5 separate regions of the Mus musculus genome follow, and regions 1, 2, 3 and 5 are each linked to region 4. The links are chromatin contacts, called in public Hi-C and promoter capture Hi-C maps. All regions are on one chromosome and are shown on one strand. The core of a region is the stretch at or near the end of the contact, and the rest is flanking DNA. Distances in the headings are between cores, read along the strand shown. Region 1 overlaps Adcy5 (adenylate cyclase 5). Region 2 overlaps Hacd2 (3-hydroxyacyl-CoA dehydratase 2). Region 3 overlaps Hacd2 (3-hydroxyacyl-CoA dehydratase 2). Region 4 holds the start of Pdia5 (protein disulfide isomerase associated 5). Region 5 holds the start of Hacd2 (3-hydroxyacyl-CoA dehydratase 2).

Evidence for each region. Promoter capture Hi-C pulls out the DNA fragments that hold promoters and counts their contacts. Hi-C and Micro-C count contacts between places; a contact is called where the count stands out from the background.
Region 1: a contact with region 4 is called in a promoter capture Hi-C map of the C10 cell line. The contact joins the enhancer-like site here to the promoter of Pdia5 in region 4. A contact is called at or near these places in 2 of 39 promoter capture datasets (the C10 cell line and cranial neural crest), 1 of 484 Hi-C or Micro-C datasets (nephron progenitors), 1 of 115 datasets of contacts at active chromatin or transcription factors (embryonic stem cells) and 1 of 9 other capture datasets (pancreatic islet).
Region 2: a promoter capture Hi-C map of liver shows a contact between it and region 4, with 2.6 times the contacts expected there. The contact joins the enhancer-like site here to the promoter of Pdia5 in region 4. A contact is called at or near these places in 4 of 39 promoter capture datasets (cranial neural crest, hippocampal neurons, liver and 1 more), 1 of 484 Hi-C or Micro-C datasets (nephron progenitors), 3 of 115 datasets of contacts at active chromatin or transcription factors (embryonic limb bud, extraembryonic endoderm stem cells and microglia) and 1 of 9 other capture datasets (embryonic stem cells).
Region 3: a promoter capture Hi-C map of liver shows a contact between it and region 4, with 2.3 times the contacts expected there. The contact joins the enhancer-like site here to the promoter of Pdia5 in region 4. A contact is called at or near these places in 6 of 39 promoter capture datasets (the HPC-7 cell line, epiblast stem cells, hippocampal neurons and 3 more), 4 of 115 datasets of contacts at active chromatin or transcription factors (embryonic stem cells and epiblast stem cells) and 1 of 9 other capture datasets (embryonic stem cells).
Region 5: a contact with region 4 is called in a Hi-C map of granulocyte-monocyte progenitors, with 5 times the contacts expected there. The contact joins the promoter of Hacd2 here to the promoter of Pdia5 in region 4. A contact is called at or near these places in 3 of 39 promoter capture datasets (the 3T3-L1 cell line, hippocampal neurons and neural stem cells), 1 of 484 Hi-C or Micro-C datasets (granulocyte-monocyte progenitors) and 3 of 115 datasets of contacts at active chromatin or transcription factors (embryonic stem cells and extraembryonic endoderm stem cells).

Annotation. Positions count from the first base shown.
Region 1 is chr16:35,229,435-35,234,900 of GRCm38.p6, forward strand. All of the region lies in intron 1 of Adcy5 (adenylate cyclase 5), which reads left to right. Gm46550 (a long non-coding RNA gene) reads left to right here. Exons shown (of 3, transcript XR_001781915.2): 2 at 2,490-2,492; 3 at 5,415-5,466. It also overlaps the pseudogene Gm25179. Among named protein-coding and RNA genes, the nearest start is that of Gm46550, 3.0 kb to the left of the region's middle. Within about 2 kb of position 2,882, at least 25 of the 459 cell types and tissues checked have an H3K27ac peak or open chromatin away from gene starts, as enhancers often do.
Region 2 is chr16:35,053,925-35,059,638 of GRCm38.p6, forward strand. All of the region lies in intron 3 of Hacd2 (3-hydroxyacyl-CoA dehydratase 2), which reads left to right. Among named protein-coding and RNA genes, the nearest start is that of Hacd2, 34 kb to the left of the region's middle. Within about 2 kb of position 2,142, at least 65 of the 459 cell types and tissues checked have an H3K27ac peak or open chromatin away from gene starts, as enhancers often do. A contact at or near this core is called in liver and microglia, where this site is marked.
Region 3 is chr16:35,074,578-35,080,025 of GRCm38.p6, forward strand. Hacd2 (3-hydroxyacyl-CoA dehydratase 2) reads left to right here. Exons shown (of 7, transcript NM_023587.2): 4 at 1,029-1,117. Among named protein-coding and RNA genes, the nearest start is that of Hacd2, 55 kb to the left of the region's middle. Within about 2 kb of position 1,289, at least 6 of the 459 cell types and tissues checked have an H3K27ac peak or open chromatin away from gene starts, as enhancers often do. A contact at or near this core is called in liver, where this site is marked.
Region 4 is chr16:35,488,298-35,493,596 of GRCm38.p6, forward strand. It overlaps Pdia5 (protein disulfide isomerase associated 5), which reads right to left and starts at 2,576. Exons shown (of 17, transcript NM_028295.1): 1 at 2,432-2,576. The coding sequence starts at 2,467.
Region 5 is chr16:35,019,606-35,024,897 of GRCm38.p6, forward strand. Hacd2 (3-hydroxyacyl-CoA dehydratase 2) reads left to right here and starts at 2,816. Exons shown (of 7, transcript NM_023587.2): 1 at 2,816-3,030. The coding sequence starts at 2,876. It overlaps LOC105246106 (a long non-coding RNA gene), which reads right to left and starts at 2,740. Exons shown (of 5, transcript XR_876048.3): 1 at 2,466-2,740; 2 at 2,237-2,333.

The sequences.
Region 1 (5,466 bases), core at 1,632-4,131, 260 kb before region 4:
TCCCCAAGAAGTAGCTCGCACCGTCCTTGTCTTGTAGGTGAGGAATTCAAGTCCAGGTTACTCACAGCCATCACGTGAAGTACTGAAGACCCTACCTAAGCTTTGGGTTCTCTGAGGCCCGAGCTCTGTTTGTTCTCGCACCGTGCTTCGTCTCCTTGACATTCTGCAGAGCCCGTGTCCTCTTTCCTCGGGGCCCTGTCTCCCCACCTGCAGCGTTCAGCCACCGTGCGCTTCCTTCCTTCATGAACTCCATGTCTGCTTTGTGTCTGGGCTTGGTCCCAGCTCTTGTCAGGACTACTGCCCAGAAGCCTTCGTCGGTGTCTGGAGAGGCTTTGAGTCTTCACATCCCCAGCCACGCCTGTTTCCTCCGGCTTTGTGTGCTGTGCACAGAAAGGAGAAGAAAGGAGAAGGAAGCTGAAGTGAGACTGGGGGAGGGGAGGCTGCCACCTGCAGACTGAGTTCTGGAAACCTCTCTGCTTACAGCTTGCCAGTGAGGGGCAAGGCTGAGATACTGCCACAGTCACGGGGTAGGGTAGGGTGGCTTTCAGAAGGAGTTCATATCTTCTGTGTGATAGTCCCCATGTGGCTGGTCCAGGTTAGTAACCCTCTTCTTCCCTTTATTGCCCTGCTATGCTACCTGAGTCCATTTTCTTTATCCCCCCCAACCCCACCGTCACCCCGGGGAAAGCTAGGTCAGAGACTATCTGTGTTCCAGTCTAGAAGAAAATGGCAGTTGGGGGTTGCTGGGACAGACCGGGTGGGGCTTGTGCGAAGTTGGAATGAGCAGTGATGTGGAAGCCTCGCGTGTCACTTCTGTTCACACCCCTGCCTGAACACCATCACTTGGCCATACCTAGCCGCCAGGCCGGACTAGGCAGCATTGTCTCGCTGAGTCACACTTGGTAAGTGTGTACTATTTTGGAAAGAAGGGACAATAAATTGAGTTGGACAAACTACCATACTCTGTCACAGCCTTTAAGCAAGTGTATTATTTTTAAACCAGAAGGTTCTAAATTCTCTACCTAAAGAAGAGGTGTTGTGATTATGGCCCGTGAAGCAGACCTCCAGAGACCTTGAGACATCTTCTGGAGCAGAGGGAGCAGAAAGACAGGCAGTGTATAGGGGAGCGTCACCCACACTCTGTCCCTGGATGCTTTCCCCATGTTTCCATCAGGAATGGTGCGGTTTAACGGTGGCCCTCTGCTCCCAGGCTAGGAGGTCATTGGCCTCAAGGGAGTCTGATTCCTCCTGCATCACGCAGCAGGCCAGGGGTGCTCCTGTAGCCTCGGCACAAGACCCGTTCACCTGCCTGCATCCTGTTGGCAGCACAGCTGCCAGAGACGGGGCAGAGCCCCGTGGGTTTGCTTAGAGAAGCTGAATCATCACGATGAGGAGTCCCACAGACCCAGGATGCCGGTGTCCTCCAGGAACAGCTGAAACCCATGTGCTGTGTTCTTCCTGCTTTTCATAAGAAGGAACCTCCTGAGGCCTAGAGAGGGGAGGATCTGGCCACACCGGCCAGTCCTGGGGTGGGGCAGGGAAGGAGAGAGAGAGCAGACAGTCTGTAATCCAGATCAGATCATTTGCTATTCCCAAGCCTTTTCATGAGGCTGCAGAGCTATCCTCCCACTCAAGGGACATACAGACAGGTCTTAGGGCTCATCTCTCTGATGATGGAGATTTCTTCTCCAGCCCTTAGTGGCCATAGTATGTACTATTTTCATCTGAGCAGCTTTTGCTTGGTTTTGACACAGGTGGGAACCCCTCTGGGCCCCATGTCATGATCAGGGTCAGGCAACACTGACTGCAGGTCTGGGACGTTCTTCATGGGTAAGCTGGGATATCTGAGACCTCGTAAGGATCCGTTAGCCTTCAATTCCCTGGCTTAGCAGACAAGGGGTTACTGGTACCCGCTGTGTGTTTGCCTCCGTTCAGAATGATGGAGACATGATGGGTTAGTACAGAAAGAAGCCAAGCCAGACCCGGTGGCATCTTCAGCCATTCCTCACTGGGTCAATCACTAGGAGCACTGCTAGCCCCAGCCCATGCTGTGTCGCACCCCTGACACCTGTACACACTGTCTTGTTACAGGAGTCATCAGTACCACCGTAGAGATGAATGCAGGCTACGTGGCTTCCAGGAGGCTTTATGCTTTTCCCAAGTCACAAGGCTGGACTTGGCATGTCCTGGCTCTCAACATAGCATCCCATCCATTGTGTCTCCTCACCTCGGGCACTCTCAGAACCCAAAATTCCCTGCTGAAGCACCTGGCAGAGCTGGCAATACGGCCTAGTATGAGAAACACCAGGTGCCCCTTTGTCCATGAGGCAGTGGATTCATCCAGGACAGCCCTCACTGAAACTGTCCTCAGTCTGTCCTCTATTTGCAGTTGGATGGGAATGGCTGGCTGGAAGTTTCCCTTTCTCTGTAGTGGTTTTCTTTTAAGCCTTCCCACATTTTGACTGGCCATGGCTGGGCATATAGCTCAGTTGGTCGAATCCTTATCTAGAGTTCAGGAGGCCCTGGGTTGCGTCTCCAGTGCCTACACAGCCTCTGGGTGATGACACATGTCTGTCATCCCAGCCCTTGGAGGGAGAGACGAGGGAAATCAGTAATTTGTCTTTTGCTACATAATAAGTTTGAAGCTAGCTTGAGCTGTATGAGAAAACACATTTTGCCATCCCTGGAGGTGAGGAGATGGGAAGGGATATAGGTGGCTGGGGTGGGCAAAAAGTTAGGGGTGCATGGGAAAGCTTGGAAGTGCTGCCTTTCACCTGTAGGGTAGAAGCAGGAAGTTGGCGTTTAGGTGCGGCCGCATTTCCCTCCCCTGAACCCTTTCCCTCCACCCCCACCACCCCCATCCCCCTCAACTGTCACCAGTGCTCACGCAGAACAATGAGCGCTTGTCTGACTCGGTGGAAGCAGGAGGAGGAAGCCGAGCCTGGGAGAGGATAATTGTTCTCCAAGTTGAGATTTTTTGGAAGAGAGAAACTTTATTGCACTTGGATTATAAATAAACTTCTCTCCCACAAACCTTCTTGCCAGGCCACAGAGCAAACTCTTCCTTCTGCCAGAGGTCAGGGAGCTGCAGTAGTCGTTGGTGGGTGGGTGAGGCCACTGTGCTGAGTTTCCAAGGCGCCTCTCAGCCCCTGAGCCTCTTCTCATTCACACGCCGCCTCCTTCAAACCCTATCTAATGTGGGAATGTCTTTGCTTTTCCACACTGCCCCGTCTTCATGGTTCCCACAATGTCGTCAGGAGCCTTGGCGTGGCATTGGTTCTGAAGAGCTCTGGCTTCCTCTGGGATTCCCCACAGATCCAGGATGGGCCAGGTGGGTGTGGGCTGTGCAGTGTGCTACAAGTCAGTGGTGCCCTGGGGAGCCAGCCGGCAGGGATAAACTAGGGGTTTCAGAGGATCCTATAAGTAGCATCTTACTTGTATTTTATACTGATAAGACTGTAAAGTGCCCTTCCTAGGCGGTCGGAGGCCCAGGTGGACTTTTCCAGGGGGCGAAGGCCTTGGCTAATCCTCCACTTTTCCTGTCTATATATGCATGGAAGCTGACATTTACAATGGAACGGGACTTGCCCAGAGCTACAGTGTTCATTGTTTTCAGATCCAAGCTTAGACACAGTGGCCTCCAGGAGACTTCACTGCTCAGAGAGGTGCCCCTTCCCTGCCATGAGTTTAAATTCAGGCACCTCCAGAAATTCTCCCATTTTGCAGCATGCTAGAGAAGTTGATGTCTAGCTTGGTAATGTATCTACATAAACCTGGAGACTTCTGTCATCACATGTGTGTCCCCACCTGATGAGGTTAGACCCGAGGTCTAACCTCAAACATTAGCCCCCCAACGACCAGTTCCTCTTTCTGCCACCTCACTTGCTGCTCTGTGAGCTGCAAAGAGAGGCTGCCATTAACATTGCCCTCTGAAGACTGCTCAGAACCAGACAGCTGGGTCTGGACCTTCAGAAATGATCCCTAAGGATAGAGAGAGAGGCAGGCCACTCTGTCTCGACAGTGGACCACCAGTCGTACTATTCTGCAAGTCAGCTTATGCTCTGTCCCTCCCCCCGGCTTTCTCTTTGTTCAGTAACAGTGCCATCCAAGAGGAACATAAGGAGGGCCACATGCACAGTGTTAGCTTTCCCATCAGCTAAAGAAGAAGAAAAAAATGCAACAACAAAATACCCAGAGGTACAAGAAATTCCAAGTGCCCATGGCTATTTGTGGCTACTGTGGTGGACAGCACGGCCCTGTGGGGGCCTTGCTCTCCTCATTGCTCTCCCCCCTCCCTCTCTCCATGCCATGGCTATTCTTAGCCATGACTCTCAAGTCCTGAAGACCCTGAGATAGTGGCCTTCACCCTGGACCTCTGCTGAGCCCCCAAGGCTGCCCTCTCTTCTACATGATCTTTCTATGAGGTCACCTGTGGGCACAGAGGTCAACATCTCTCATAGCACCTGATTCTGGCTCCCCTACCCTCCATTGAATTTCTCCCTTTGGCTTCTATCATACCTGATCTTTTTTTCTTTAGTGTTTGTTTGTTTGTTTATTTATTCAGTTCATTAGTTAGTTTTGTGTTATATGTATGGTGTGTTTTGCATGTGTTTAGTTGATCTGTGCACCACATGCATTCAATGCCCGTGGAGGCTAGAAGAAGGCAGTGGATCTCAGAATTTCATGAAACTTCATGTGGGTGCTGGGATTTGAACTTGAGTCCTTTTAGCCTCTGAGTTATCTCTCCAGTCCCAATACACCTCTTTTTTTTTTTCTTTTTCAAATCAATGTTTCATTGACTCCAAACTATCCCCTCCCTGAATAGATATAAGCCAAAGCCCCCCTTTCCCTGGAGACATCAGCTCCCAACTCAGGTCCCTCCAGCCTGGAACTCACTATGTAGTCAAAGATGGCCTTGAATGTCTGCTCATCCTCTACCTCCGGGCACTGGGATTGCAGGCTCGAGCGGCCACACCCAGTTTCTGCACTACTGGGGGTTGAACCCGGAGTCCATTGAATGCTTGGTAGACACTCTGCCAGTGAGTGTGGCTCCGTCCCTTGCCTGTGCCATTTCTTTAGCTTGTTTTGGCCTCTCTTCCCTGAGCATCTTCTTTTCTCTGCTCCTCCCGCTGACAAATTTCTCTCCCTAATGTGCAGCTTGGGTCACACTGCCCTGGCGAACACTGGCGATGCTCGAAGCTGGGGTAGTAGAAGGAGCGTGCTGCTTCTGTGATATAAACTGAAGAAAGCGGGATTCCAAATGATGTCAGCAGCAGGATCTCAGCCCATGAAAGCAAAGCAGAAAGCATTGACAGAAAGGAAAGGCCAGAAACGAGAGTGAAAGGAAATGTTAATGCCAGCCATCTTTGGGTGGGGGTTGATATTTTCCTGTGGTATCGGCGTTTTCTATGAAGGGAAAAGTTTTCAATTAGCAATAATTGCGCCTCGGATAAACCTCATTGGCTA
Region 2 (5,714 bases), core at 892-3,391, 430 kb before region 4:
TCTCTCTCTCTCTCTCTTTCTTTCTTTCTTTCTTTCTTTCTTTCAACTCATAAAACTGCAGTTAGTTCATTTTTGGAATAGTGGTTTATTTTCTCTTGCCATTTTGGGAGTTTACTACAAGCACTTAGTCTTTTAGAAATTTACAGCCTTAAAATGTTGGGTTTTTTTTTCTTCTTCTTCTTCTTCTTCTTCTAAATTAATGAAAAAAAATCTGGCTCAATCAGGCTGGGAGTGCTTGTGAGCTCTGTGGCTTCTGGGAGTAATACAGATCTTCTACACCTTCATTTCTGTCTGAGTAAAAGGAGCTAATGACCTTGCCATTGTGAATGTCAACAGGGCAAGAGCAGAGCATGCAACAGTGTCTGTAGGTTGAAAATTACTCAGTAAAGTGATGACTGTTATTATTAATATGAGAATAGTACAGTGTTATATTTTTCTGAATCCCGTATAATAGTCAGTAGTCAGATCATTTAAATGTTAGGGTGATAGCTCAGTAGGGGAGACCAATTGCTGTGAAAGTATGAAGATCTAAGTTCAAATCCCCTGTACTCATGTAGAAAGCCAGGCATATTCGTACATGTCTATAACCTCAGCTTCGGGAAACAGAGTCAGGCGGATCCTGGAAGCTCTGTGGCCATCCAGACTACTGAAATGGGGAGCTTCAGGCTCAATGAGAAAAACCCTGTCTCAGACAGATAAGACAGATCAGTAGAGGAAGACAGGACATCTTACCTCCTCCTCCACCCCCACCCCCCCACCCCCGCCACATGCACACACACCCACATGCCAACAAAAAAAAAAATTTAAGGGCTAACAAGATGGCTCAGTGGATAAAAATACTTGCCAGGCAAGCCTGAAGTCTTTTGAGTTCAATCTCTGGAACCCAGGGCAGGAGGAGAAGCAATTCCTTAAGTTGTCCTCTGACTGCCACACATGTACCGTGATATGCACATCCCAGTACTCATACATCCATCCGCCACCCCACCCCACCCCACCCCACCCCTTGCCCCTGCCCCCTGCCCCCTCTCAGTTACTTTTCTGTTGCTGTGGTGAGACTCAGGCTTTCCAGGCTCCACCATGGAGAGCCATGTGGGTGGTAGGTTGCCAGAGCTAGCCTTCTAGCCCTTTCTGGTACTGCCTTCCCCTTTTATTCAAATGCAGTGGTGGGCCACATCCGCATTGCATAGCTCTGTCAGAATAGTACTAAGTGAACTGAGACCTTTGCCAACTCAGTTGCTTCCTTCAGACTACACCGGCTTAGCCTCCTTGTTCTAGTTCATTCTGTTGCTTCCTGATATATTTTCCTCCCATGACCCACAAAAGAAAAAAAGTGGTGTTGGCACCTACATGTTCTGCTCCTGTTGCACAAGATTTCCATTCTTGTTCTCTGAATAAACTGCTTCACACCTCTAGCTTTGCACTCTAGCACCTACTTTGCCAGGAACACCCAGCTCTGCTACTTGTTCCCTGCTTTGCACAAACATGCCTCAACGTAGAAAGAGGGGAGAAGTAGAGTGTGCTCTTTAGGACCCCAAGGCAGCTGCTCAGGGCTGTGCAGGCTGCCTGCACCTCATGAGCATTCAGTATCCAAGGTCTATGTAAAACCTGGGTGTCTGTGCCCACTTGCAGTTTAGAAGGCTACTTTGTGAAAAGAGCCCAGAAGCTTCCTTCTGCTGCCCTTGAAGGAGAAGCCCGAGTTTGTGATTGCAAACATCTTTGAAGGTATTAAAAATTTCTCCTCCTCCTCACCCATGTCATAAGTAAGGTTAGTTAGTGGTCTGAGTGGCGAGGATGTGCTGGAGGTGTCAGTGTGCCCGTGTGAGTGTCAGCAAGTGCACTGCGAGCATAGTAGTGTCACTGCCATTCTTGGTGCATTTTGAAAGTCATTTAAGAAAGCAGAAATGGGGTAAAATCAACACTATTTTTATGGTTTTTTTTCTCTGTATGTGTGGTTAGTCTTGAGACAGTCTGGAATCACCTGGGAAGTGGGCATCTGGGCATGCTTATAGGAGATTATCTTAAGTTCATTGAAGTAGGAAGACCCACTCCCTGTGGGTTGTACCATTCCCTGGCTGGGCTCCTGGACTGTGTAAAAAGGGAAGAGTGAGCCAGCCATGTACAACATTCATTGATTTCTTCATCGTAACCACAGACAGTGTAAGCAGTTGCTCCTTTTGTTTAGCTTTCCTACTGTGGTGGACTGTACCTTGAACTGAGACAAAATAAACACTTCCTTAAATTGCTTTTGTTAGTACACAATTGTTGTTGCAGAAAAGTAACTGAGGCAGTGTGTGCATGTCTTTGGGTAGGGTGCATGCATGCATAGAGAGGACAGAGGCTGACATCAGACATCTTCCTCCCTCCACCTTTTTGAGGCAGGGCCTCTCACTGAATCTGGAGCTCACCAGCTCAGCCACACTGGCTGTTTAACAAGCCCTAGGAATCTGCCTGTCTCCTCCCATCTCAGCGTTGAGACTGTAGGCATCCATCTCCACACACAGCTTTCATGTGGCTGCTGGGGATCTAATTCACGCCCTAATGCCTGTATGACAGGCGCCAAGGACTGATTCAGTTTTCTAGAATATTTTCCCACAGTTGTCACTAGAGGGCACCGTTGTTTTAAAAGAGGATAGTCTTTGGGAAGTCTTTTCTAATAAAAATGTATAGTATGAACCGCTAGCTGAAGCTGATTGAACAGTCAGCAGAGAAAGGGGGTATGGGTAGGTGCTTTTATATTGCTATCTCTTGAGTCAGTCATCAATGATGGAAATAATGAAACAACTAGAACTTTGTGTATTATCTGGGAGGGCCTTGTCCAATATTTCTTAATTATATCTTTAAGCTGAACACAGCTTGGTTTGTCCATGAAAGCAAGTGTTCTACTTTAGAAATTCCCGATGAGACAGTTTGTGGCAGTCTGAAGTCAAGAAAACATTCTATTTATATTCTTAGTTTCAAAAGCCAGATCAGACCAGTGAAAGTGGAAACACTGTCCAGAGACCAAAATGAGACATGTAACATCTGTTGAGTCATCTTTCAGAAAAAGAATTATTGGGGTCAGCAAAATGGTTTAGTGAGTAGAAGCACTTGCCACCAAGCCTGACCTGTGTCCAGTTCCTGAAACTCACGGCCTTCCGCAGTTGTCCCTGACTTCCATGTATGTGCTGTGTCATGCATGCACCTGTCATCCCAAAAGAAATTCTGTTTTTTTCAACTTTTTAAATTACTTGCTGTTTAATTCTGTGACAGTTGACTAGGTAAATCCTGAAATAAAAGGAACACACACTTGATGTGTGAGCAACCTCTCTGCATCTTTGTTCTTGTTAACTAAGGCAGTCTTGCTGTGTTCCAACTGACCTGACCGGGATTATGATGTTTATCATATTCTTGACTTTTTGGTAGTGAGCCTTGCCTTTAACAACCGAGCCATCTTTCCAGCCTAGTTCATTATATTTTTTACTCAATTTGAGAAACCTTTTATCAACTCAGTTTTTACGGATAATTTTGAAGGAATATATACTTCTTTGTTTACAGATATAAAGTTCAGTATATATTCTCTTTTTAAAACAGCTATTCTATATCATTGCTTATATATTTTGTTCATTTGGCCAATTAAAGTGCCCTAAAATTATCAATGTCATCTCATTTCCCTGGGATCTCCTGTGGCTTTTGTTTTAGCAAAAACGGTTGCTGTGGGAGGTAGAAGGATTGCCATCAGCTTTTGTTTTGGTTTGTTTTTCACTTTTTGAGACAGGGTTTCTCTGTAGCACTGGCTGTCTTGGACTATAACTCACAGAGGTTCACCTGCTGGAAGCAAAGGCATGCATGTGCCACCACCCAACTTTCTTTTGATCTTGGGGTTTTTATTGCAGTAATAGACACCAAAGTAGGACATACATAGATAAACATTTATATAATAAAATACATCTAAATTCTGTCTCTTCTCTCTCTCTCTCTGTGTCTCTGTCTCTGTCTCTCTTTCTGGCTCTGTCTCTCTCTTACACACACAAGGCTTGAATCCCCCAAGGCTTTATACATTGCTAAGCAAGTACACTGCATTAAACTATATTCTCAGCCTCCTTTTGACTTTGATTTTTAGTGAGGTCTTGTAAACAGTTCTTCCTGGCCTTGTATGTGTGATCCTCCTGGCTCTGCAGCCTGCGTAGCTTGGGTTGAAGGCATGTACCACTGCAGATGGCACAGTTGACTGCTGTTCCCCTTTCATTGTACTTTGTCTGGTATTAGGATATGACCTACACCTTATTTTGTTTCCATTTGCCCAGTCGCCTTTGTTCATTCTTTTATTTGTGCCCCTTTAAGTGACTTTTTTCTTATTTATTTATTCACTTACATCCTGATTGTGACTTCCTCCCTCCTCTTCTCCCAGCCCCACCCTCACAAACTTCTCCCCCATCACACCCTTCCATTTTTCTTAGAGAAAGACAAGTCCCCCTTGGGTACCACCCCACCCTGGGATATCAAGTCAAAGCAGGACTAAGCGCATCCTTTCCCACTGAGACCTGACACAGCAGTCCAGTTAGGGAAAGGGGATCCAGTGGTAGGCAACAGAGTTAGGGTAAGTCCCCCACTCCAATTGGTAGGGGACCCACATGAAGACTAAACTGCACATCTGCTACAAATGTGTGTGGGGCCTAGGTCCAGCCCCTGGATGCTCTTTGGTTGGTGATTGAGTCTCTGTGAGCCCCCATAGGCCCAGGTTAGTTGACTCTGTAGGTCTTGTGGTGTCCTTGACTCCTTTGACTCCTTCAGTTCTATCCTGCACTCTTCCACAAGGCTCCCCAAGCTCTGCCTGAAGTTTGGCTGTGAGTCTCTACATCCGTTTCCATCACCTGCTGGATGGAGCCTCTCGGGAGACAGTTATACTAGGTTCCTGTCTGGGATCATAACAGAGTATTAGTAGTAGTGTCAGGAATTGGTTCTTGCCCTTGAGATGGGTCTCAAGTTGGATCAGACATTAGTTGGCCATTCCCTTAATCTTTGCTCCATTTTTATCCCTGTGCATCTTGTAGGCAGGATAAATTTTGGATTGAGGTTTTGTGAATGGTTTGGTGTTCCCCTCATACCACTGGGAGTCCCATCTGGCTACAGGAGGTGGCCACTTCATTCTCCATATCTCTCAGCTAGGATCACCCCCATAAACTCTCGGGAGCCTTCCCTGTGCCTGGTCTCAAGCTCATTTCAGAGATGCCTTCCCATCAATTTCTGTTCTCTTTCATAGCCCTTTCTTGAGCCCTACCTCCACCCCACACCTGATCTCCATCCCTGTTTCCCTTCTTACCCCCCTCTCCCACCCATTTTCCTCCCCCATCCACTTCCAATGTCTATTTTATTTCCCTTCTGAGTGAGATTCAAGCATCCTCCTTTGGGTCCTCCTTGTTACTTAGTTTCTATGGGTCTGTGGATTGTAGCATGAGTATCCTGTACTTTATGGCTACTGTCCACTTATAAGTGAGTACATAACAATACTTGTCTGGATCTGGGTTACCTCACTCAAGATGATATTTTCTAGTGCTATTCATTTGCCTGCAAATTTCATGATGTCTTCGTTTTTTAATAGCTAAGTAGTAGTTCATTGTGTAAGTGAACCACATTATCTTTATCCATTCTTTGGTTGAGGGACATATAAGCTGTTTCTAGTTTCTGGCTATTCCAGATAAAGCTACTATGAACATAGTTGATTGAGCAAGTGTCCT
Region 3 (5,448 bases), core at 39-2,538, 420 kb before region 4:
TTTCCTGTTGCTCTAAGCCTGTGGTGACATTTGGAGCTCCAGCTGACTCTGGCCTGGTCTTTGGCAAGTTGTAACTTGTCCTGTTATACAAAAGACAGTATTTTAGTAGTTTAGGGAGTCTGAAGAATAGAGATAGTGTAGGATAGACCAGTGACTGTGCTGAAGATGAGGTTGGTTTTAAAGCAAACACATTGACTGGGATGGTGGCTCCTGGCAGGTACAGAATTTCTCAGGTTCAATCTCAGGGGTCTAGCAGGTTTAAGAATAAGCATTGGCAGTCGTCCAGAGGTCAGGGACATTGCTGGCTTCCAAATCTTATTTCTAGAAGCAAGTCCTTGATAGTTTAAAGTCACAAAGAGAAAAGAGTGTTTCTAGGTCATGGGTTATTGGGCTTTTAAATAGTTATAGGAGGCAAGCATGCTACATGACAGTGGTTATTCGTGTCTAGGTAAAGATTATGGTTGTAGCATTTGAAGCCAGAGAAATATTAGGTTAGCAGAATTTGATTAGGTTAACAGAAAAGATGTTCTAGTGTTATAAACTAATAAGTACATTGAAGGAATAAGTTGAGAAAATCTTTTTTAAAGATAATAAACTTTGATTTTGCTAGGCTTGTTGACAAAATACTCAAGGTTGATACCCAGGAACTTTCAACTTTGTTAAATACTAGTTGGACTGACTTCCTGCTCACAGCTGCAGAGGGATCGTGACAGCCATATTGGAAAGTGAATCATCGGTATCTCCCTGGCTGGTGGCTTGGCTTGGTTTGTAAGGTTTCAAAACCCTGTAGGCTTAAAGAAAGAAAGGTAGCCATTCCTCAGTTGTCATGAACACTGTTTGCTTTGTGTCAAGAAAAAAGGTTTTAGTGGTGAATATATTGCCAGACTTAATTTCTAGCTGCATAGGTAAGTTCCAGTTGCTAGAGATAGTATTGACTATAGACATTTTGATTTGAAAGTTTTGGAAAGCATATTATGTGATAAAACTTAGTCTAGTACCTCTATTTATACATCCTAAATTTCTTTCAGGGATTGTGCCATCTTCTGTTGTCCTGACTTCTTTCCAGGTGATGTCAAGAGTTTTCCTAATATGGGCAGTGACACATAGTGTCAAAGAGGTGAGTAAAATTAACGTTGACAGTCACCAGGGAGCTTTCTCCTACATGTTTGCTATGGCTGAAATCAGATCTCCAGATCATTTCAAAGTAACCAAGTTAAAGCTGATAGCTGGTGTCTACTGTTGCAATTGGGTCCAAAGTGGAAAACATAGCCCTATCTGCATTGTTGCTCAATAGAAAGCTGATCAGAGTTGAAGACCTACAGTCTCAGTTCCCACGGAGGTAGGGTGTGCACAGCATCACAACCCAGTTGTATACTTGATGTTTGTCTATAGCCAGCGTGTTGGTTTCTGCATTTGGAGAGAATGGGGCACTGGCTCACTCTCAAGAACACTTCTGTTTTCATGGGACCAGGAAAGGCGAGCTTGTTTCCAGCCCGCTGAGTTGGGTTAAAGGTATTGCCATGTGCTCCAGGTATGGATGGCTCATACAGGAACACCCAGCGCCAGACAGAACCTGGGGGAGAAAGCCATCATCCCCTCAGGTGTGATCTATAACCAAGCTCTGGTTTGGGTTCACGTTGTTCTGAGAGGACGCTGCTGTCCCCAGTGTCAGTTTTCTCCCATGTTACCTGGAGGAGAGTTTTGGCAGGTACAACATTCGTCTCTAGCTTACAGTCTCTACACTTGTCAACCAATGTCAGCATTCGATCCCTTTGGGCTCTAGAGACCGTTTATCTATTAATATTAATCTGTGTATTCTTTGTCCTTTATTCTGAAATCCTTGTTAAAGCTTGGCGTTTGTCAGGATTTATTTTGACAGTTCTGTTCATATTTCAACTAATAATGGTTTTTTTTAAAACTTTTTTTTAATTGGCCCATGAGATACCTGTAAAAATGTACATATCTAATGAGTTCTTAGGCAAGGTTTAAACAACTTGGATTGATCAGCTGTCATCTCATTATAGTCCCATGGAATTAGCAGGTCCATAAGCTTTACTTTTCAGTCAGTCTCTTGTTCCTTGAAGATGTCTAAACTTGCTATGCAGGAAGAATGCAAAGTAATTGTGTACCTACTTTTAATAACCACATTTTAAAAATCTAAAACAAGAAAATAAATTCTAGTATTATATATAGCTTGTTGTTCTCATTCTTAGCTCTTACAGAGTTAGAAAAGTGTTACTTATAATACCACAGAGTTCTTTTTACACATATTTTTACGTGTATTTATTCCTATTTATACTATAATATTTTTCATTGTAATCAGTAACTCCTAGTATTATTTGCCAGTATTTTCAGTAACCTAAAGTCTTTCCTCATTGTCTCTCAGTTGCATCCTTTTGTCTCTAGTGCTAGGGATTGAACACAGAGCCTTGTGCCTGGTAGACAAGCCTTCTACCACTCAACCACCTCCCCAGCCTCACGTCACCCTTGCATTCACTCATCCCACACTGAACCCAAGCCTCCTGAATGGTTAGAAGTACAGGCCTGTACCAGCAGGCCTAGCTCCTTCCTTACGTCTTAAATGGGCAATCATGTGGATTCAGTAAGTGAGATGCAGCTGTTGACTCACCCTGCTGATACAGGTGGATATTGATTATTTCAAGATTGATGCCTCACCTGCTTCAGTGAGCACTCTTCTGCTTATTACGATGGCAGCCAAAGCAAGTGGGCAAGCACCCAAAAATGTTTGGAGTTCAAACGAAGCAATTCTGTAAGATTCCAGATTTCCTGGACAGACCATTGAAACAGATTGTCTATAAAGCTATTAAATGTCTCTGTGGATTACAGGTGCTAGACTTTGCCATCATCTCCAGTAACCACGCTGCCTGCCAGATGTGGAAACTTGACATTTAGCAGGTGGTTTCTAATATACTATCACACTTGAGTGTTACTGTATGTATTCATTACAGATGCATATTCACAATTGTTTCTCTGCAGCCAAAGTGATCCAGTTTTTCTGCTAACATTAACATGCCATGTTCAGAAGAACCTAGTGTAGTAAATGTCACCATCTCTTTGTCACCTCTTGGGGCTCTGCATTTCAGTGTCCTTTCTTTCATTCACTGCACCTAGTTGAACAGCTGACTTATGAGTTTCTTGAGTAAATAGAGTTGGTATTTTTGCTGACCCAGGATCTCATTCCATTTCTCTGGACAGAACTGTTCATTTGTCATTTTGTTGATTCCAGTACATTTCCAGCCCCAGTTTGCCTGGACTAAGTTGAAAAGCCTGTGTTTTCTAGAGCCAGGTTGCTTGTTCTTTGTCACCTGTTCCTAAGCCCCAAGTATTAGCCAACTGCTATGTTGCTGTCTTAAAGTTCCCAGAAACTGAGATTCTATTTGCTGTGTCCAACACTACCACTGATGACTTACCTTCCATTCTCCGAAGAACCTGGAAAATAACTCTGTCTTACCCAGCTCTGTGCCTGTGACCATGGCAACCATGTGACTAATGTGTCCGCTTTTGTATCTCTCCGTTTCCTGTCACCTTCTTCCCCAAAGGGGACAGCCAGTATTATATTCTGTGGTCTTGATTCCTTCTGCCTTCTGTGCTCATTCCTCTTGGTATTTTGTTTTGTTTGTTGTTTGTTTGTTGTTCAAGACAGGGTTTGTCTGTGTAGCTCTGGCTATCCTGAGATTCACCTCCCTCTGCCTCCCAAGTGCTGGGATTAAAGGTGTGTGCCATTGCTGTCGGTTCCTCTTGGTTTATTGTTTTGTTTTTGATTGTTTTTTTAAATTGTTTGTTTGTTTCCTGTAATTTTTTTGTGGTATGCTAAAGTAGAGCTCATAAACCTTTTGAGATCTAACTTTTATATTGAAGTATACCCTCCCCACCCCATGTGCCTCTCATTCCTTTTTAAAAAACAAACAAACAGGCTCTTATGCAGCCCAGAGTCAAACTCCTGCTTCCACCTCCCAAGGTGCCACCACATCCAGCTTGAGAATTTTTCCCTTTAAGAGACCTTATAAGACACACATCCTCTCGTGTCATTTAATTCTCTACCTGGGGGATACCAGCTACTTTGGTGCTGTAATGTACATTGTGGAACTAAAGGTGATCAGAGAGTTTTCTCTTAAAAACAAAGACCCACTCTTCCACTTGACACCATAGTAATACGGATATTAACATAAATAACTTAGGTAGGCCTGGTGGTGCTCCACCCCAGTGATTGGGAGGCAGAGGCAGGCTGATCTCTTTGAGTTTTAAACTAGCCAGGGTACATAGAGAGACCCTATCTTAAAAAAAAATGTTTGACACTGAGGCCTTTCCTTTACCTAATGTAGCAAATATTCTTCCAGCATTTCCTTTTAACGAGATTGTACATATGAACAAAGAAAAGCTGTGGCACAGCAGCCAGCTTGAGGGGAGAGGGGAGTTAGAGGAGGCAGTCCACAACTCTAGCTGACCCAGAGTTTCTTCCTGTCCCAGATCTGAACTGGCTGGTTCAGCATCTGGCCTCTGCTGGTACTTGCTCCCCCACTCTCTGTCTGGGTCTGAGTGTGAGTCTTCTGATTAAACTGAGTCAGGACCAGCATCTTTAAAGTGAATTGGAGTGGGCATGACTTGACTTTCTGTTTCTCATCATGATTCCCCGTGAAAAAGACCCCCACATATCCTTGCTTGTTCTGGAACAGTTATGCTTGGCCTCAGACTCCTAGACACACAGCTAGACCACTGTTAGGGTCTATCCTGACTCAGCCCTCTGCAAAAGCCACCTCAAGTCTTCCTGAATCTTCAGAGTAAGAGCACCATGATGCTCTTCCAGGTCTTCTGTGGGAAACAGTTGGAAGTTCAAGGGTGCCAGCCAAGGATACTCTACTGAGGGTGATCTTTGTAAAGTAAAACTAAACCTCAAAGATAGAGCTTCGACTCCGGTTCTTACTGTTTCCCGCAACCAGAACAAGGGCTGTTACCTCACACTGTTTGGCACCTCTTTGTGGCATACTTCTGGCTCCTGGCATTTACTCTACTGTTCTTGCCATTCATCAAGGGGCTTACAAATACACTGAAGTCAGAATTAAGAAATTAGTGTCCGATGCCGTATTCCTGTACTAATTATTGTATGATACATTATAACTTACAGAAGCTTTATCATTTATTCTTGGCTACTGTCTCTTGAGGTAGGTTGGGCTCTCCATTAGAGTTCGGGAGCTAGAGAGGCAAAGTTGGACTTCTAAGTCCTTGGTCTTCTTAACACATCACAATTGGCTTCCTGCCACAGTTTGGAAAGGCTGTATGTGTTGTCCTCATTGTCCTTATGCTGACTTGTCATTGCCTGGTGGCATAGAGAGCCTCTGCCGAGGATGCTATCAGCACCTCATTTTGCTGAGTGCATAGTGAGGTGTGATTCTTCTGTTACATCATTTGCACACCTCGTACAGATCAGTA
Region 4 (5,299 bases), core at 1,326-3,825:
TTCCTCTCATACATACATACATACATACCTGTGAACAAGTTTAATTTATAAACTAGGCAGAGATTTAAAATAAGTAATAATACAGTATTATGACTGAATTAAAATAATGAAATACATCTGTTATTACTATGCTGGTGATAAAAGTAAATGTGGTCTCTCAAAATATCGTCTTGTAAAATGCTCACTTTTTTTTTTTTTAAGTCATGGTAGCTGGCCTGAAATCCTGAGGATGCCCTTGGCTCTCTGACCCAATCGCCTGGCTTTATACCATACCCAATTTACGTGGTGCTGGGATCCAACCCAGGGCCTCATATAGACAAGGCAAGTGCGGTATCATCCAAGCTAGGTCATCAGACCCCACCTTTCTTCTTACTGACCACAGATGACTTCCAACTTGACAGTGAGACCACATACAGGGGATACTGAATTGTTTTCCTTTTCTTTTGTACAGTATTAAGAACTGAATCTAGCGCATGCTAGGCTGGCCCTCTGCCCCCCAGACTGCCCTTAAACTTACTCTTGTAGTCCAAACAGGACTTTCCATCCTCCTGCCTCAACCTCCTAAGTAGCTGGGATTCCAAAGCCATGCCATCAGACCCAGTTAAATCCATTTTCATAAAACCCTGGGCCACGCCCAGTGGCCTTCAGTCAATACAGAGCGAACAAAGAAGTCAAACTGCTCCCAGGGATGTAGGAAGCCCTTATCAAATCCACATAGCTTTTAAATGCACAGAGGCCCAACCCGCAGTCACTTGCTGCGGATTCCAGGCTCTCATCCCTCTACCTTGTATTTGCGGAGCTAACTCTAGGCTCAGGAACGTCCAGCTGCCAGGTGCTTTGGGCAAACCTCAAAGTTCTTCCTCATTGCCTGAGGGGAAGGTACATACAGACCTCCGAAATACCCACAACACATTAATTCCTGGACTCTGCTCCACCCACCTCAATAAGGCCCCAGGGGCTCTCCCTTGGCAGACTCTCCCTCTCAGAGATGTGACCTCTCCCTGTGGGGACTCTCCACCTCAGATAATGTATGGCTCTCCTGTGGCAGGCTGGCAGCAGTTAGGGTATTAGCTCTTGTCCTTCGAACAGTATTTGCTCACAGGATTGACTGCTGTTCAGCCGAGGGCAACACCTGAAGGCAGGCGCAGAGTGTAGTTTGCTCCCCACCCAAAATTCAACCCGGTGGCAAACAATGTGGTTGATAAATGTTTACAGAGTAAAAGGTCAGTCCCCTGGGCTCTTGTTTTTACTGAAGGGAGGGAAAAAGGAAGAAAGCAAAACCCTCCTCCCTCAGAGTTCAAGGACTGACATCCTGATGGGAGTCAGCCCAACTGGCTCCAGGAAACTTATGTCAAACATCATGGCACACCACCAGCACCCCAAAGCTTCGCGGTAACCTACTAGATCTCTCCTAGACGGAGGATGCAGAACTGGGAACAGGGAGCTTCCTTTGACACCTTCTTCCACATAACAGAAAACTCGATGTCACTCCTTTAACTGGTGATCCCAAAGGACAGGGCACTGCGGAGTTCAAGCGTTTAGATCTAATCACCCCTCCCTTTCCACCACACCCCCCCCCATCTGCCCAGCATCCTTGCCACACCCAAAGGGAAAACAGTGGAGTGGTAGGGGCAAGTAAGTCTTCCGAACTTGGTGATAGTGGCGGTGGCCATAAGGAGATGGACCCAACACAAGGGAGACAAGAAGTTACGAGAGAGATGTGGAAGAAGGCAACTACATCCTGTCACACACCCACAACCACACCTCAGCCCCAGGGGCAAACCCGTCCCCAGTCCCCACTTCTTCTCGGGGGATGCTTGTTCGGGAAAGTCCTCCCATCCCCACATAGTCTGCACCACGGTTCACCCCTCCTCCACTTCTGTATCACTCCGGTATCATTTTGCAGTCTCCGGAGCTGGTTCCACCGACTCCTCAGCCGACCCGTCTGACAACCTCCTTAGCGGGTATCTTTACGGTTTCCCATCTCATAGAAGGAACGCAGACACGTTTACAGATCCAGGGCGCCACACACACAGCTCGAAAGTGGCCGGGGCTGGAGCCGGCATCACCGTGGGAGCAGAACTCTTGGAGGTGGTGACCCCACCCAACCCGTCACGCGCCCTTTCTCCGGGGGTCCAACCCACGAGCAAGTGTTCCTGCTGCGCAAGTGGAAGGCAGCCTCCACCCCACACTCACACAGGTGCAAGCACCGCCCGGGGAGTCCTGCTTAGGCTAAGGACATCCCAGACCTGCGTCCCCGCAAAGTTGTGCGGGAGCGCGAACCCGGAGAGAGGGATCACCCGGCCCGGCCCCAGTGGAGAGCAGAGGACCAAAGACCCTATTGCCACCCGGCGAGCACGCCCCCAACCAACCCGGACCGCGCGCTCCCACGGCCATGCGGGACGCACGTGTCGCCGGCCCACAGCCTCACCCCAATCGCCAGTAGCAGCCCCCACGCCCGCGCCATCCCCGCCGCCTCCTGCCGTCTGCACCCGGCTCCCGCGCACGCCTGCCAGCTCCACCTCGGCCAACAGCTACGGCCACTTCACAGCCGCTCCCCGCCTCCGAGTTCCCGGTGCCACGTCTGCCAAAGCATGCGCACCAGGCTAGGAGAGGCGGCCCGGGAAGGAGCCTGCCGGGAGTTGTAGTTCACGAGAAGCTCGGGATGCCTCTGCCTCGGACTTTGCCTGAGGACGCAGAGTAGCAGCTGTGAGGATGGGGGGCAGGGAGGCTGGGGAGTAGGGACAGTTGTTCACTAAGGAGCCTTGCTCTGTGCCCGCAGAATCAGAACCAACAACTCACTCTGCCCCCAGAAGTTAGTTTCCCCACCCCGAGGATTAGCAGGCAACCCAGAGAATTCCAGTCATTTGACTGTAGGTACTAATTGTAAAGTCTATGATGGCCTGTGGAGGATGGAAAATGCCATCTGCTCCCGAGGCTTTTTTTTTCCCCTTGACAAAACATTATTGAGGTGTCGGGAAAACAATTTAGAGAGCCCAAAAAATATTAAGTATAGATCACCACACTATCCCCTTACTCCTTAACCATATACTCAAAAGAATCGAAAAGTGTGTTCAAGTAGTACTAGCACACCAATGTTCCTAGCAGCGCTGTTTATGATAGTCAAAGAAGAAAGAAAGGAAGAAAGAAAGAAAGAAAGAAAGAAAGAAAGAAAGAGTGAGTCTAAATATCCTCAAAAGACAAATACAGAAAATGTGATATACACCGGTACAACGGAATACTATTCATCCAATAAAAAGAAATTCACACAACCATGTTAACAAATATCAAAAATATATGATGCTGATTCTTAAAAAGCCAAATGCAAAATGTTGTATATTGTATGATTGCATTTATATAAAATATACAAAAATTGGAAAAAATGGTTTTGGTTTTGTTTTTTTTTTTTTGGTTTGTTTGTTTGCATTTTGTGTAAACAGATTACTCTGACCTGGGGAATGGAGGAAAGGAATTTCAGTTCAGAAATCCATTGATGAGGATGAAAATCTTTCAGAGCTAGATAAAAGGGGAAGCAGCACAGCATTATGAATGTATTAAATGCCACCAAACTGTATCATTTAAATAGTTAATTGATGTTAAATGAATGCTAATTACCTGAACAAAAAATGTAAAATGGGAGCTGGACAATGGGTACATTATTTAGGAGCACTTGCTGCTGTTGGCTCCCACATAGCAACTAACAACCATCCTGTAACCCCAATTCCAGGGTATCTGATCTCCAAGGGCACAAGATATGATTGTGGTACTCCTACATATGGGTAGGGTGGTGCACGCCTTTAATCCCAGCACTCGGGAGGTAGAGGCAGGCGGATTTCTGAGTTCGAGACCAGCCTGGTCTATAAAGTGAGTTCCAGGACAGCCAGGGCTATACAGAGAAACCCTGACTCGAAAAACCCAAAAAACAAACAAACAAAAACCAACAACAAAAAAAAAAAAAAAAAACACCCATAGACATAAGACAGGTCTTTTATGTACAACAAAACAAAAAATCCTCTTTTGAATCCTCTTTGTCACGCGCACCATCAGCTTGTCACTTCATTTAGGAATGTTTGTTGGACAACTACTCCGTCATAAGGATGCAAATGGAGAATAATAAAATGGACAGAGGAAGTGCACATTGAGGAGTTGGGAGATATTCCCTGAATAAACGTTGCCAGCTGTCTAAAGCCTCTCTCATCCCCCAGTTTCCAGGTGTCTACTCCTTACCTTTAGTGCATACCCATTGTTAGTCTTTAGCTGTCTTGCCTTCCAGAAACACTGTGTGTAAACAAACACACAAGCCTACATCACTTTGTGTCAGGAGTGCTCACAGCATCACAGTAGCAACCATCACATTGTACATGGGAGCTAACTGCCACATTGTAGCAACCATCTCATTGTTTCATCAATGTTATTCAGGAAATTGTTGCATGTGCTGCTTTGGGGTAAGTCCCCAGAGATAGGGCTGTGTCCTAAGTCACTTGCTTTTATTGATTATGAAGATGACTTGGGTAATTAGCCCAACAGAGAGTTGCATCTTAAGTAGAGACTGCTGATGTAGTCCTTAGGCCAGCTGAAATGGAACTTGTGGAGGTGGAAGACTATGCAGAATAACCTGACCCAGGAACAATTGCTGCTCCTGACCTGCAGGCTCCAAGTTCCGTCTCTCGGTCAGGCTAAAGTCTCAAGGCCATACACACCTAGCTGTCATTCTTGGCTCACCCCTTCTCAAGAGACCCATCTAAGTCCTTACTGTGTTCTGTTAATTCTACTTCCAAAATACAGGCATTCTGTCACACCTGCTGTCACTAGTGTGCCCCACTTGGTGAAGGTAACAGCAGTCTCTGTGCCTGCTATTCCTAATGATCCATACGGTATTGTCACTTAGGTCTTGCTGGTCATGTCCCCAAAGCCTTCCAATGGTTCCCTGTTTCCCTTAGACCAGAGGTTCTCAACCTTCCTAATGCTGTTTAATACAGTGCCTCATGCCCTTTAATACAGTACCTCATGTTATAGTGACGCCCCAACCATAAAGTTATCTTCATTGTTACTTCATAACTGTAATTTTTGCTACTGTTATGAATCGTAATGTTAATAGCCAATATGAGGGATATCTGATATGTGAACTCTGTGAAAGGTTGTCCAACCCCTAAAGGGGTCTCTACCCACAGGTTGAGAACCACTGCCTTGTAATAACAAACTCCTCCATGACTTGCAGCCCTGTGTCTGCCCTTTAGACCTCTCCCAGATTTTGGTCCCACTCTGGCTTGTTGAGCTGCTGTCACTCATAGCAGTATTT
Region 5 (5,292 bases), core at 1,566-4,065, 470 kb before region 4:
TTAATTTATTCTGTGGATTTTGTTATGGTGGTCTTGACCCTTCTGGCTCCTGCAATCTTTTCCTCCCCCTCTTCCACAGGATTCCCTGGGCTGTGTCTAATGTTTGACGGTGTGTCTCTCTATCAGCTCCTATCAGATGCTGGATGGAGTTTCTTTGTTGACAATTTTGGTAGGCTCTGGCCCACAAGTATAGTAAAGTCTCAGTAAGAATTGTCTCATTGATCTTTGTTTTTTTTTCTGGTTGTGTTTGGTTCTATCCTAGGTGTCTGTCTGGGCTATCCAGCTCTGGTTCCTGGCCTTCAGGGAGTGTCAGGTCCATTGGGCTCCCTCTCCTCTCATGGCTCTTAAGCTAGACCAGTCATTGATTGGCCACTCCCACAAATTCTGAGCCACCTTTACCCCAGCACACTTTCAGAAAGGAGAAATTGTAGGTTGAAGGTTTTGTGGCTAGGTTGGTGACCCAATCCCTTTTCTGGAAGTCTTGCCTGGTTACATCAGATGGCTGATACAGGCTCCATATTCCCCATCACTATGATTCTTGGGAGTTTCCATTGCATGGAGTTTCTACCTTGCTCCTGAAATGCCTCCCAATTCCAGTAGTCTCTCCCAGGACTCTCTTCCTCTACTCACCCCTCATCTGACCCATCCTGTTTCCATCCCCACTTGTTCCTAGTCAACCCACAAAATCTATTCTATCTCCCCTCCCCAGTGATATTTATGTGTAATTAAAAAGATCACCTGTACTTTGCAGAGCTGATGGGTATAAATAACTACAAAAATATATTCTGAGTTTTAAGTTGATTTCCAACTTTATGCCTTTGTGACTCTTACTTTCCTATTGTATTATACTGAAAAGAGAGTCAGTTAAATGAATGAGAGTTTTAAAGTGAATGATTGTTTTGAAAAATAGTTCACTCCTTTATGAGAGGTGCGGGGGTGGTTTGCATTTTTGGATTTTAGTTTTTGGGGTTTTTTTTTTGGCTTGGTTTTTATTTTATTTAAGATTTATTTATTGTAGGAGTGTTTCACCTGCATGTATGTATATGTACCATGTGTGTGCTTGGTGATTTTTGAGGTCAGATGATGGAGTAAGGGATGTTGAAAACTAAACCTGTACCTTCCTCCTTCACATGTTCTTTTAAAAGTCAGGGGAAAAGGCAGCAGGATGTCTTTACAGTCTTTGAGAGCAGGTAAGGATGAGAATTCAGCAATTTCTCTGCTCCTACCTCTCAGTTTCTGGGGGTGCATCATGACTTTCAATCCTAGCATCCTGAAGCTCTCAAATCTCTAGCCTGCAGGTCTTCCTGAACCTCAGAGTCTAAATCTAATTGTCTCTTCCACATTTCCACTTACATTTCTAAAAAGGATTTCAAGCTAAACATAAAAGTCCTGACTTCTGCCTTCAAACTTACTTCTTCTTCTTCTTTTTTTTATTTTTTGGTTTTTGGTTTGGGGAGACAGGGTTTCTCTGTGTAGCCCTGGCTGTCCTGGAACTCACTCTGTAGACCAGGCTGGCCTCGAACTCAGAAATCCGCCTGCCTCTGCCTCCCAAGTGCTGGGATTAAAGGCCTGAGCCACCACCGTCCAGCTCAAACTTACTTCTTTTTACAGCTTGTTCTCCCAAGCAATCTGAATGCTCCTTTTACCTTCCTTTAAAACCAAATGTTCTACCCAACACATTTCACTAACTCTAAAATATTCTGAGAATTCAATGTTCCTCACTTCAACTATTATCACACTGGCTTAAATCACTATCATTGTGACCTGGATCATTGTAATAATTTTCTGATACCACTTTTCACCAGCTAATTCATATCGATTCATTCCTGGATCCTTCTGTGTAATCTCTTGAAGACTGACGACGTTTGTTTCTTTCATTTATTTTGAAATATGTATATTTTCCAATACAACCTTGTATATGCTCCACAAGTACTTCTTGGAATCAATACATATTTTATTACATTACATAAATGCCAGTATATTTATGAACACTGATAGTAAGGTACTTTTTATGAAGAAAGTACTAAAAAAAGAAATGAGTGGGGTCAGCAGATTAAAGGAGCTTTCAGAAGTTATTTCTGATCTAACTCAGTAGAAGTATTTCCCTCCCACCTAGCCCATAACCTGTAGGTATAAACAACTCTTTACTGCCTTACAAGGTCCACCACTAACCACTGATTGACCTTAATCCTCTTTAATAAAAAGCAGGCCTACAAATGGAGAAAAACTGGCTAACCTTTAGAGACTGTTGGGAGTGTCCAAGAGAGCAGGTTTAAAAAAAAAAAAATCCAAAGACAGGGAAGAAATTGTTGAAGGCTATTTCCCCGAGTTGGCTACAATTAGAAGAGAAAGATAATATGTTACAAAAATGCTGGTTCCTTCTGCTCTCTGAACAGGACACACAGCTTAACTGACGTCAATCACCCTCTAGCTACTTGGGCAACTGTGTACAGGGGTAAAGATACCTGGTACCTGGTAGAGGCTAAAGTTACCGAGGACCAGGACATATCATTTGGATCCAGCAGGAAGAGATGGTCATAAGATAGCAAATGACCAGAGACAAATTATCCGTAAGAACAGGCCTGACAAGTGAGGCCCAGGTTCACATTAACCTGATCAAACCTGGCGCTGGATGCCCACACGGATTGTGCGCCGGAAGTTGGGAGGAAATTACCCCTATCCAAGATGGCGGCTACGGAGACGAGCGCCTGGAGCGTCTTTGCCCTCATCCAAGATGGCGGCCCCCGTGGGCGCTGTCCCGGCTCCGCCCCGTGCCGCGGCCCCGCCTCTCCCTCGTCCCTTCCTCCGCCCCCTCGTAGAGCCCAGTTGGGTCTGAGGTGCAGGCGCGAGGGGAGCGGGGTTGCGGGCGCTTGACATGGCGGCAGCGGCGGCGACTGCAGCGACCAAGGGGAATGGGGGCGGCAGTGGCCGAGTCGGGGCTGGCGACAGCAGCGGCGCGCGGAAGAAGAAGGGCCCCGGGCCTGTGGCCACGGCGTACCTGGTCATCTACAATGTGGTGATGACGGCGGGGTGAGGCTGGAGCTCCCTCCCCGGGGAGGCGGGGAGCGAGCTCTGTGACCGGCGGGGTCGGACCCGCAGCCCGGGGCGGCCGCGGGGCGAGCATGGGGCAGGCTGGCCGCAGAGCTGCCTGGTCAGGGCCGCGGCGGGGCGAGCGGGCGGGCGGGCGAGCGGGCGGGCCACAGGTGCGGCGCGGCGCGGCGCGGAGGCCAGCCCCGGGCGGCCGGTCAGCACTTCCCCAGCCCGGCGAGGAAGCCCGCCTGGCTGCGGAGATCATTCATTTAGGCGGCCGCTTTCAAAACCCAGGCGGGAGCGTTCGTCTGGGAGGCGGTAGGAACGTGGTCGAAGTTTTCCGCCAGCCGCCCGAGCCGGAGCGGTCCGAGACCGGGGCGGAGACTTTGGAGGGGGATTACTTAGATTTTCTTGGGGCAAGTTGAGATAGGGAGAGAATCGACTCTGGGGATGGTGTCTACCCCATTTCAAGTCTGTCTCTTCATAGCAGGGCTTTTAGTTCCAGTTCTCACACAACTCGCCCTGGGACTTTGAAGAAACCTGCTTCTTTCTCTGGGTCTCTAGTGGGTTTGGTTTTTTTTTTTTTTTGTTTGTTTTTGTTTTTTTGTTTCCCCCCCAGTTAGGTAGAGTTGGGCTAGGTGAATCCAGTTTCGCAATCCGGTGGTTTTGGTGAGCTGGATCACCATATAAATTTAAATTGTCAGGAAATTCCTAAGTCGTAAAACTTCTTAGGTGCAATTTCTCCTGCCTTCTGTTCTCCCTTCCCTTTTCTCTTTCTTTTCCCGTTTTTTTTTTTTTTTTTTTTTTTTTTCTTTTTTCTTTTTGACCAGAACTCATTATGTAGTCCTGGCTCGCCTGGAACTTGTGATTCTCCTGCCTCAATCTTGTGACTGTTGGAATCAGGGGCCTGTGCCACACCACTCTTGACTCCCTAGCAAGCATTCATCCGTTTGTTTACTGGTGCTGGCGATTGAACTTAGGGCCTCACACTTGCTTGTACTCTACTACTGTGCTAGCACTATGGCTTTTTTTTTTTTTTTGTAAGACTTTCAAGTATACAGAAAAAATTTAAAACTGTATTTTGAAAATCCATTCTTAATTATCTTTTACAGTAGGAAATACGTTGGCAGGGATCAAAACTTAAAATATACACAAAATGCATATATACGGTGAAACCCTGTTTCAAATCACTTTACTTGAATCAGCTAATTTTGTATGTTCCTCAGATGCTGGTATTAGCACAGGCCAATAATACACACTTGCACAAACGTTGTAAGCCTAAAGAAATTATGTTGCTTTTTAATGAAGAAATAGGCTTGGAGGGTGGTAGGCTGATTGTTAGTATTGCAGATAGGAGGTGTTGAAACAACATGCCCTCAGGCTGGGCATGGTGGATCTCTGAGTTAAAGAACAGCCTGGTCTCCAGAGCAAGTTTCAGGATAGCCAGGGCTACACAGTGTAATCCTGTCTCAAAGAAAAACAAAACCAAAAAGACAAAAAAGAAAAAGAAAAGAAAGGAACACAGGCTTGCATGTGATTATACAAGTTCTCAAAATCCCTGGATCTAAACTTAAGTCAATAAAGAACTATTGCAGCTACAAGTTGTTGTTCTCATAAATGTCCCCAGATTATTATTTTTTTAGGAGAACATTTAGAACTCTCTCTATACACATATATGTACGATTCCTGTTCTAGCAAAGATGTTGGTAGAAGCATTGTATTGAAGAGCGATGTCACAGTCCTCTAATGAGGAAAGACCTCCTTTCTGGGCGATGAACACAAGAATGAGGAGTAGGGTCTTACTTATGTATGTATGGGAGTATTCTGTTGCTGTCTTCAGACCCACCAGAAGAGGGCATCAGGTCTCATTCCAGGTGGCTGCGGGCCACCATGTGGCTGCTGGGAACTGAACTCTGGAAGAGCAGGTCAGTGCTCTTAACCACTGAGTCATCTCTCCAGCCCAGAAATCGGAATTTTGAGAGGGAAGTTAATGCTTTAATCAACTTGAACATTAATTTGTTACTGCCCATGCTGGCCAGTTAAGCTAGTAAGGAATTTATTTCTTCTGTTATAAACCCTTATTTAATGTCCCTCTATGATAGTTTGTAGGTGTAGAACATATATACTGTTGCCTAGTTGAGTGTGTACATTTAGTTGAATCTGCTCTTTCTGAGATGGGCCTTAATGACCAGGTTCCATTTGCTTCCTTATAAAATTTAACAGGAAGCCACAAGGCCTAATATTAATTTTTTGAGGAGGAAG